Linked DNA regions of Oryzias latipes: region 1 is linked to region 2. A link is a contact called in public Hi-C data. All regions are on one chromosome and are shown on one strand. Each heading gives the region's core, a stretch centred on a gene start, on an enhancer-like site or on the middle of the called end of the contact. The rest is flanking DNA. Distances are from core to core; before and after follow the strand shown. Region 1 overlaps ldlrad3 (low-density lipoprotein receptor class A domain-containing protein 3). Region 2 holds the start of fjx1 (four-jointed box protein 1).

The links. A called contact is a pair of places that touch in the nucleus more often than the background predicts.
Region 1: a Hi-C map of embryo shows a contact between it and region 2, with 2.7 times the contacts expected there. The contact joins the enhancer-like site here to the promoter of fjx1 in region 2. A contact is called at or near these places in 4 of 5 Hi-C or Micro-C datasets (embryo and fibroblasts).

The regions. Positions count from the first base shown.
Region 1 is chr6:23,198,298-23,202,629 of ASM223467v1, reverse strand. All of the region lies in intron 4 of ldlrad3 (low-density lipoprotein receptor class A domain-containing protein 3), which reads right to left. Among protein-coding and RNA genes, the nearest start is that of LOC101171241, 77 kb to the left of the region's middle. Within about 2 kb of position 2,344, at least 1 of the 8 cell types and tissues checked has an H3K27ac peak or open chromatin away from gene starts, as enhancers often do. A contact at or near this core is called in embryo, where this site is marked.
Region 2 is chr6:23,005,510-23,010,467 of ASM223467v1, reverse strand. fjx1 (four-jointed box protein 1) reads right to left here and starts at 2,049. Exons shown (of 1, transcript XM_004069733.4): 1 at 1-2,049. The coding sequence starts at 1,668. The coding sequence ends at 400.

The sequences.
Region 1 (4,332 bases), core at 1,095-3,594, 190 kb before region 2:
GATAGGTTGAGGGAATAGCACTTAAACATTTCCTCTGACTGATGTTACAGAGCGAGAATTTCAATCAGGCACTCGGGATTGGGCTCATGTAAATGGTGTTTCAGCTTATCAGCTGACAGCACTGTTGCATTTACGAGGAGAAGGAGCGAGAATGAGAGGAATTGTATTTATTACGGAGCTGCAGCAAGGATGTGCTAATGAAGAACGAGCAACGTAAAAGTGTTTTATAGTTGCCGTTTCAGTTCAAATTACACTAAAGCCTCAAGGGATCGTGAACATCTAACATCAATGCGCCTCATAAAAAAGCTTAAAGCACTCAGCAGAGCACTTTTTTGTTCTGTGTTTTAACTGTCCGTGTTTGCTGCTTGAAGGATGGCGTGCATTAAAACCGACATCCTCAAAGGTACCCACCCCCCTTCCCCGTCTATTGAGCATCAAGCAGATAGCTGAGGTGATTGCCCAGAAAGCTTGCCAGGAAATGACCATTACCAGATAATCTTCGGGCATGAATCAATTGTCTGAAAGTGCTTCCATGTGCAAGGATTAGATCTCAGGAAAAAACAAAGCAGGCAAGATCTTTTGGGGGATTTCTGAAGTACGCCAGGCTTTTACAGACTTCCAGACTCCAAAGGGAAATGGTATTTAGTCCAGCGCTGAGGTTACAAAGCTTACTTTTAAAAAGTACAGCTACAGAGTCCGAGAAAATTAAATCAAGCATGCAGAGCTCCTTGAAACGCCAACCCCGACATGATGACTTATAGTTTGGACACAGGCAGGCACAGCAATTGAGATGCATTCAGACAGGTATATGCGTGTCACTGTGATGAAAAAGCAAGATAAAAATGTTATGGGTGCTTGCAGCGAGAGGATCCTACTTTAGGCTTAAACACACCATCTCTTTACAGACAACACCGCACAACAGTCATAGCTTTTTAAAAGACTAAAGCCTTGTACTCTCTATGTACAAGTTGTTGGAGAGAGGATTACAGCCACGTTCTTGGAGCTTTCTTTTGTCATAATGACCTTCAGCCAATCAACGGATTTTAACATTAGCTCCGCTCTAACTGGTCCATTCCATATTTCCATAGACCTACAACCAACAGGGGCCCAAATATGCTAGGGTTCAGTCCGGCTTAATGGGTTAGTTTTATAATGGAAATGCTCAAAATATCGGACTGGTCTGGATCGGACTGTACCGTTCCGCTCAGTGGAAATGAGGCATAAGAGTGCACACCCAACTGGTCCAAATGTGTTTCTTTGTGCAACACATCAAGTTACACAGCGCATTTGGAAGTAATCCCAATGGTCCTATGGCTGATGTTCTGTGAATGACAAGTAGCAGCCTAACAATTGAAGTCATAACGAACTCTGTCACTTTTTGCTCTCATTGTTAAGACCACAGGGCGGCCGTAGTGCTGTGGTAGGGCAGTCGACCTGTGTTAGGAAGTTGGCAGGTTTGTGTCCAAGGGTCTTTGGGAAAGACAGTGAACCCCACATTGCTCCTGAAAGTTAGAAGTTAGCACCAGTGTTTGGCAGTGGAGTGAATGTGGGTGAATGGGAGCAGGATTGTAAAAAAAAAAAAAAAAAAAAAAAAAATCACACTAAAAAATATACATTATTTACCATTTACCAGACAGGCCCCACAATAGAGCCAGAGTGATTATATTAACCAAGCGAACCATACTTTGGGTCAAATGTACTCTGGTACGGAATAGATGATGTCCTGTGAGTAGATTTAAAAGAACCAGACCCAGCAGTTTCATTAATGCTACCTAAAAATCTTAAGGTCAGATCCTTACTAACTGAAACTCACTATAGGAAACCCCGCTAAATACATTAAACTCGTAAGCAAACTTATCTGACCAGTTTTTGAAAACAATGCTTTTTATTATCTGTCTTGGATCAATCTATTTCTATTGAATGCTTCCAATTTGCATTCAGAGTTGGGTCAATAACCAGTTTACAACATGGGAGGAGATACTTGGTAAAACAAAAGTTCACCTTAATGTAAAATGGTTTATAGACTAATGAAACATACTGACCACCTGATTTTAAAAACCTGTCGCATCTGCAGCTATGGAGGGGATTGAGTTGTATGCATCTCTTAAATATTTTACATGTAACCTTATCATGAGACAACAGCTTAGAAAGAAAGTCCATTTTCCATTAAGGTTTTTATTTCTAACCTATTTTCTTTTTCTTGTATGTCCTGTTCTTCGTGTTTCCCCCTTTTTTGAAAGTGGTGGGGGCATATTTGTGTTCTCACGCAGTTTTCCTTCACCTACAAAAGGGTGTGCTGTGTACAGCCTATCAGTGCAGTCACAGGGCCCCATGCCTTAATTAAATCTAATCTAATTCAGCCGCCTCTGCCCCAACCAGCCACCAGCCAGTAAAACAAGCCCCTCTGACCCCTCCCTGGTGATTTAAAATTGGCAACTCTTTCACGTTACCAGTTAATTACCGACCAGAGTATCAATAGAGAGGCAAAACAAAAGAAGAATCATTTCCATAATCACCTAATAGGAGAGCCCACACAAAAGGATCCCTTATTGGCCAACTTATGCTGCCAATCAAGTATCAGCACATTTCTGTGGGTCCACTGAGAAACATAAACAAAAGAAACTCATACTGCCTTAAACAAAACAATGGGAACGTTTTTGGAACATTTGAGATAGAGTGCTGAAAGGCTGTTGCTAATCATACAGGAGATGAAAAGGAGTGTGTGTGTGTATGTGTGTGTGTGTCTGCAGCCCCCTGCTGATTATTTGATTGAACTCTGAATTCTGTGTTTCTGCTGTCAGTTGATGAACTGATGCAGCAAAAAAGATTTTATGGAACAAGGTACAAATCTTCCACTTTCGGCTTCTCCCATCAGGGGTCGCCACAGCGAACAAGTCGCATGGTAAATTTGGCAATGTTTTACGCCGGATGCCCTTCCTGACGCAACCTTCTCTAACCGGGCTTGGAACCGGCAGAGGTAGAGAAGGGAACAGGGAGCAGCCTAGAGTCGAACCCGGGTTTCACGGACGGAAGGCGCCGCAAACCAGCACGAGCTAAACTGGCTCCGGAACAAGGTACAAATACTTTTTTGTTAAGGGGTTAAGTGCCTGTTGACATTTTTTTTTCCTTTTCTAAGTTTCTAAGTTCTGTTCCTTTTGGTGCCTTTTTGTGTTATGGTTTTATCTTCAAGAAGATTCTTTTTCAGTAAATGTCTCCACCATTCTGGGCTTGAGCTGTTTGTGTAGTGAACCAGATGGACAGAACAGAACGACAACCAGAAGAAAGTCTCTAGAGAAGCAGACTGTGGTGATGATCCACTACAGTTGGTTACAGCAGGTGTGATGCTTGAGAATAGGTATGACTTTTGGGGAGGGGGGACTAAGCGCGAAAGAGCGCCTCGACTCTTGTAGTCTAAAAGTAGCGTATCTGTGAGGCGTATCTCAAAGCTGGGGACAGATGGCGGTCAAGACCTTGATGTGGCAACAGGAGTATGTATGAATATGAGTGGTCAGGGTGACAGAAAGGCTGTTGTGGAACAATCAGGAAAACAACGGAACAATGCGTAATCAGAAGGAAGGCAGCAAAACCTGGCTGAACATGGCAAGGTTGAAGCGCTGGATCAGCAGCAAAAACCACAGCTGGGTTAGTATAAAATCTATATATGCATAGGTGATGATGATGAGCCTCATTGCCCTAAATCCCATGGGAGACTCAGAGCTGCGGCATGGCTGGAGAGCCACTGATGAAACGGCACATGCATTTGCTTATTACTAAATCTTTCTGTTAGCAAACTACTAACTGAATTATTTTGGCAAAATGTGATTTCACACATGCAAGTCTTGCGTATCGCTGAGGTGGATTTGTAATTTTCAGAAAACTGCACGTGGGAAAAAAGAAGTCATACCACCTTAGAAACACATTTTTATTTGATGTTTGTGAAGCTTCTGTTTTTTTAGATGACTGGATTTGTATCCATGAGATAAAGAGCCGTGTGCAAATGGCTGGAACGGGTGGAGAAAGGTTTCCAGTGTGATGTGTGACAAAAGACTGTCGGCAAGGATGAAATTGTCAAGATTATACCTCTTTGCTATTTAAAAATATATTTCATTTAGCTTAGCATTTATAAGGAGGCTGGATTCTGTCCCAGATGTGAAGGTGAAGTACACCCAACCCGTTGGTACAGGGCCACAAAGAAAAAAAAAACAAAAACACAACTAACATTTTTTCCATAAAATTATTCTGAATGAATTTATTTTTGGAAAACTACTCCATTCTGCCAATCACAAACGACTCATTCTTGACACACGTTAAGTCGCTAAGAATAGAAAAAAA
Region 2 (4,958 bases), core at 800-3,299:
TGAAGGTTGCAGACCCCTGTAGGGTAAACTTAAGGCTTATGGGGTTTCTTTAACACAATTTGAACAAACAAAACAAAAAACATATGGTTTCCTATTGTCACAAATAGGCTTTTACTCTACATTTTTACATGTATTTATATTCAGCTGAACATGAATGCAGTGAAAGAGGACAGAAGTCTATAACTTCCCCTCACAGGTTAAACAGGAGAACTTAATGGCATGAAATAAATCGTTAGTATTTATAAACAAGGCATTTCTATTCACGGGAGGTAGTTCAGCTGGATACTGAAGACGTTTTCGTGCATCACTGTTGCACAGGTGTAACATTCACATTTGACAAGCTCGTTTCTCTTAGTTGTGCAGACAATAAAATCCACCAGGCGCGCGCGTCCTGTGTGCTCACAGCTCGCTGTAGCGTTCTTTGCAATGCAAAATATGTTTGTGCAGAGTACTGATCCTCTCCTGGAGAACGACCGCGTGCTCATCTGACAGAAATCCCAGTTCCTGAGACAAAGGCTCGCTGTCTCGGTAGAGCTCCAGCAGCCTTTGCCTGGCGTCTCTGCGCGCGTGCAGCTCCGCCACGCGCCGCGCGGTCCTTTTCCTGAACACGCAAACGGAGCTCAGGACGGAGCTGTGGTATTTCTCCCACATGTTTAACACCCGAAAGCCGTGCACGAGGCCCGCCTCGTTGTCTATGAACACCAGGTCCCCGTGAGGGGTTTTCAGGAGGTTGTTGGTCTCCCGCTCCATGACGCGCGAGTCCCACTGCAGACTGAACAGATTGCTGACGAGTCTGTCGAAGTTTGCAGTCAGGTAGTCCAACAGGATCAGGTCCGTCCACTGCATCAGCTCCAGAAGCTCCGCCGTGGTCTTGTTGCTTAGCCCCTGGAGCAGAGGGTGCAGCCCGCCGCTTTCCTGCCGGAGCGGCGCAGGTGCGACCACGCCGCTCAGGTTGGAAATCCACTCGGTGAGGGAAACCACGGTCCCATCGCTCCACTGCAGGCTGTCGATCCGTGTCCTCACAGCCGCCCATTGCTCCCCGTGTCTGCTCAGCTGGGACAGAACAAGCGGCGGCAGGTTTGTGATGCCCAGCACGCTGGCAAAGTAGTACGTCAAAGTTTCACCTTGCACCTGATCCGCGTTTATCCCGTAACGCACGCATGCTTTCGTCCCGTCTGCAAACGTGGCGAGCTGATTGGATGTCCTGCCGCATCCACGCTCCAGCCGAACCACCCGGGACGTTCTACCTTTATTCCTCCAAGCTAACGCGTGTTCCTGCGTGAAGCCTACCGGGAAGAGGTCCTCGAGCCAGTCACTCCAAAAAATCCTGTTGTCCACGGGGTTGACTGATGTTGTGACCGGACCCTCCCGCCGCGCTGACCTCTTCTTGTTATCCTCTTTCACATGATAATTTCGACTTCCCGCGGAGGCGGCTTGACTGCTGAGATTCTGGGCAGGTCTTTGTGGCGCAGGAACAGCAAGCAGGGCTCGGAAAGTTTTGGTGGAGGGGTCTTCGGGGAGACCACGGTGGAACAAGCCTCCATCTGGTGCCGGAAAGCTGCGTTTCTGCCGCTCCAAACGGCTCTCCAGTGCGCTCCAGACGTAGAAAACACCCGCGAGGGCGCACATCAGGAGCACCGCAAACAAGTTGGCTGAGAGAGTCCTCATGATGGGGAAGATCACCCTTCCGAGCTGAAGAGAGCAGCGGTTATCCTCAGTCCAGAGTGGAGCCGGCGCGGTACTGAGCCGTGCGCCCCGTGCACCGCACACCCCCGACGCACCACGCACGGTGCACAGGCGGACTGTTGAATATCACAGCAAGGAGATGCTCTCCGTTCTGTGCAAATCTCATCTCCCGGTTTGCAGGAACACCACAGAAACCAGCATTTTTGGACGAGCGCGGCATCGATCATCCCTTAAGTGTCCTCCGCTGGCGCCGATGGGGCTTTCTGTCAACAGCCGCCTCTCCGCCTCTCATCCTCCATTCTGTCTCTCTGCCGGGCGCTGACTGAGTTTGATTTGTGGGGCTGTGGGCTCGACGAAAGAGACACTAGGCGGTGGAGCACGTGACTTCAGTCCCGAGGTGGTGGGCGGATCGTGGGAAGGAGGGTTCAGAGGAGCAAGTGCACCGCTCCGCGTTGTACGTGCGTGCGCGCGCCAGGATTGTGTCGCTGAGGCACTAAGATAATTAATACCCAAAGCACAGATAGCCGAGTTTAAATTAATCCTATCATTTTAAGAAAATGATTTCCCGGGTTTGCACTAAGTGCAAAAATAAGGTCTTGTGTGGATGACGCATGAATTGACTATTTATTTCGTTTGGTCAAACATGCACTTTCCCTCTTTATTGCGTTTTCTGTTTAGGAGGCTGTCTGCAGGTGTCTATATTGCCCACACACTGGATGCTTTTATCAAGACAGATAAATCTCAAACCATCTGAGATTTTATCAGGCATGAAAAAGAAACAAAAATAACCATAAAAGGCAATCTGTAGATGTCTGAGCTGCAGGACCCTGGTCATTAATTCTCAGTGACACAAATAGCTTTAGTCTGTATTAACCTGTGCAGAAAGCTGCTGGAAGAAGGAAAGGAAGCATTTTCAACCAAACAAACCCTTCAAGATAAAGCCCACTTAACTGGCGTATAACTCCAGCTTTATGGTATGTTATCAGAGGTAGAGACTGCTTACTTGACTTAATTGCTCTATATAACTGAAAGTTCACACTCTTAATTTATACTTGTAATTATCTCATCTCGGCTTCATTTTCATTCACAGATTTTGTAAATGCCAGCCTGAGATGCACACCATCAATTATACACATTCCCCTCACTCAGTTACTTCGCATTGGCATGCAACCCCCAGCCTCCGGTACACCCTCCCAGCCCTTGCAATTCCACTCATGTCTTCAAATTTTATCCTGGACGTTCGTTTCCTAATCAAATTAACCAAAGCATTTTTACAACAAGGTCTTGAACTGAAATGACGGAGTCAAGAAGACAAAAAACAGCACAAACACACATTTAGATCCAATAAACTACAGGTCCACTAATGCAAGCTAAGACCCTTAAACTGTGAGTTTCCTCTATATGGGTAAGTGGTATTTTGTAGCCAAGCGGGATTATTGTTTCATGTAAAAGAAGAGTTAGGAAGAAAACTTCACAATAACAAGGAAGCTGAAGTTTAAAAAAAGATGATTTATATTTTTATGGTGTCTTATTGGATGGTTGGACTGTTATTGTAGAATGGTTTGCCCTGTTCACGTTTGCGTTTTGCTCTGCATAGCAGATTGACAGCAGTAGGCACCGCTGAGGGAACTTAAATTCCCCGGGCTGAGAGTGAGCAGGGAGGCGTGCACAAGTGGTCTCAAAAAACGTGTTACAGTATACACAGGCTTGCTGTGTATTTTTACAATATTGGACAAAAACAAAATATCAAATTGGAAATAAATGATGGTGCTGGCAAAGAAAAACAGTCTTGTTTTCACTTCCTACCTCTTGTTTTGAAAAGTCAGTAAAAGCAAATCCCCGGAATTCTGTCTAGACATGGACATTGAAGACGGCTTAAGCACATTTCTGGAATTCTGTCGGATGTGTGTTGCTTTTTAGGAGGGTGCAGTGTACAGAGGAGATCGGTCTGCAGCGCGGTGTCGCTTTCCCCGAGCACAAGTGTGGGCATGTTCACATATCAAACCTATCCAATTCGTGACCTGCGTTATCAGCAGGTCAGCTATCCGCTGAACCCCCCCTCAGCACTATCACACCCCTTCCTTTTGCATTCCTCCCAGTGAACACCCACAAGGGCCAGTGAAATAGCTTCTCTCCACCGCTCACGGCTGTCAGTGGCAAAGCACCTCCGGCTCACCACAGAGCGTCAGTCATTTTGTCTGCTGTGACACAGTACACCCATCCCTCGCTGTCTGACAACACCACAGCTGTGATGCCATCTCGTCTTCTCCGTTTGGCTCCTGTCTGCCACAGCAGATGGACACAGAGTGGCTGCAGACATAAAGGCACGGGGATGGAGGAGGAGAAAGTTCAGCGGGCTTATGTCACCTTGTAGTCTGAGGTTAGTTTTTGCCGAGTTACACCTCAAAGGTCTCTTGACACTTTGCAGCACGCTGCTTCCTGGACTGAATAATAAATGTGCCAGGCTTCCATTAGCGTTGAAAGCTGCAATCATTTCACTGGGCCTGACAATTACTCATGCTCTGGGATTCAGGGATGGGTGGGTGGGGAGATCCAAGGGGAGCCATTTGTCCTTCCTGTTTTATGTTTGAAAATAGAATTACATAGGCAAAAGTTGGGTTTTTGAATTTCAAAACACATATGACAGGTTATACTAGTGGTGAATGACAATAGGTTGTTAAAAATGGTCAACGTTATAAAATCAGGAAACTGGAATTTCATCAGATTGTCAACATTTTTACCACGCAGTATGCCCTTCTTATGAATCTATCATTTGAGGACAACACATCTGGGTCTCCCTGTGCCGGTCCCTAGTCAGGAAAAAATACAGGGTTGGGTCAGAAAGGGCATCCAGCATAAAAAGTATCTGCCAAAACACCTGTCCGAATCAGTGAAAGCTGATTCGCTGTGGCCACCGAAATGCCAAAAGGTAAACAAAAGATTTAATTAAGAGTACATTGGGTTTTATAAGCTTCTTGAACATTCAAAGCCACATACTCACTCAGAGACATGTTTGCATTGTACATTGCATTTGCAATACTCACACATTGCACAAGGACACACCTAACCTTCAACTGCAGGGACCAGGGATTGAATCACCAACATTCTAATAAGCAAATTGCTACTCCACAATAAATAATGTTTTGCAACATTTTGTAAATCAAACCAAATGGATAGTCAGCACAGTACTTTCTTAGTGTCAATTTAGCAGGCAGATGGTACTGGTTTCACATTTTGAGAGGTCTTTTGTTTAATCACAGTGCTCCAAGGAT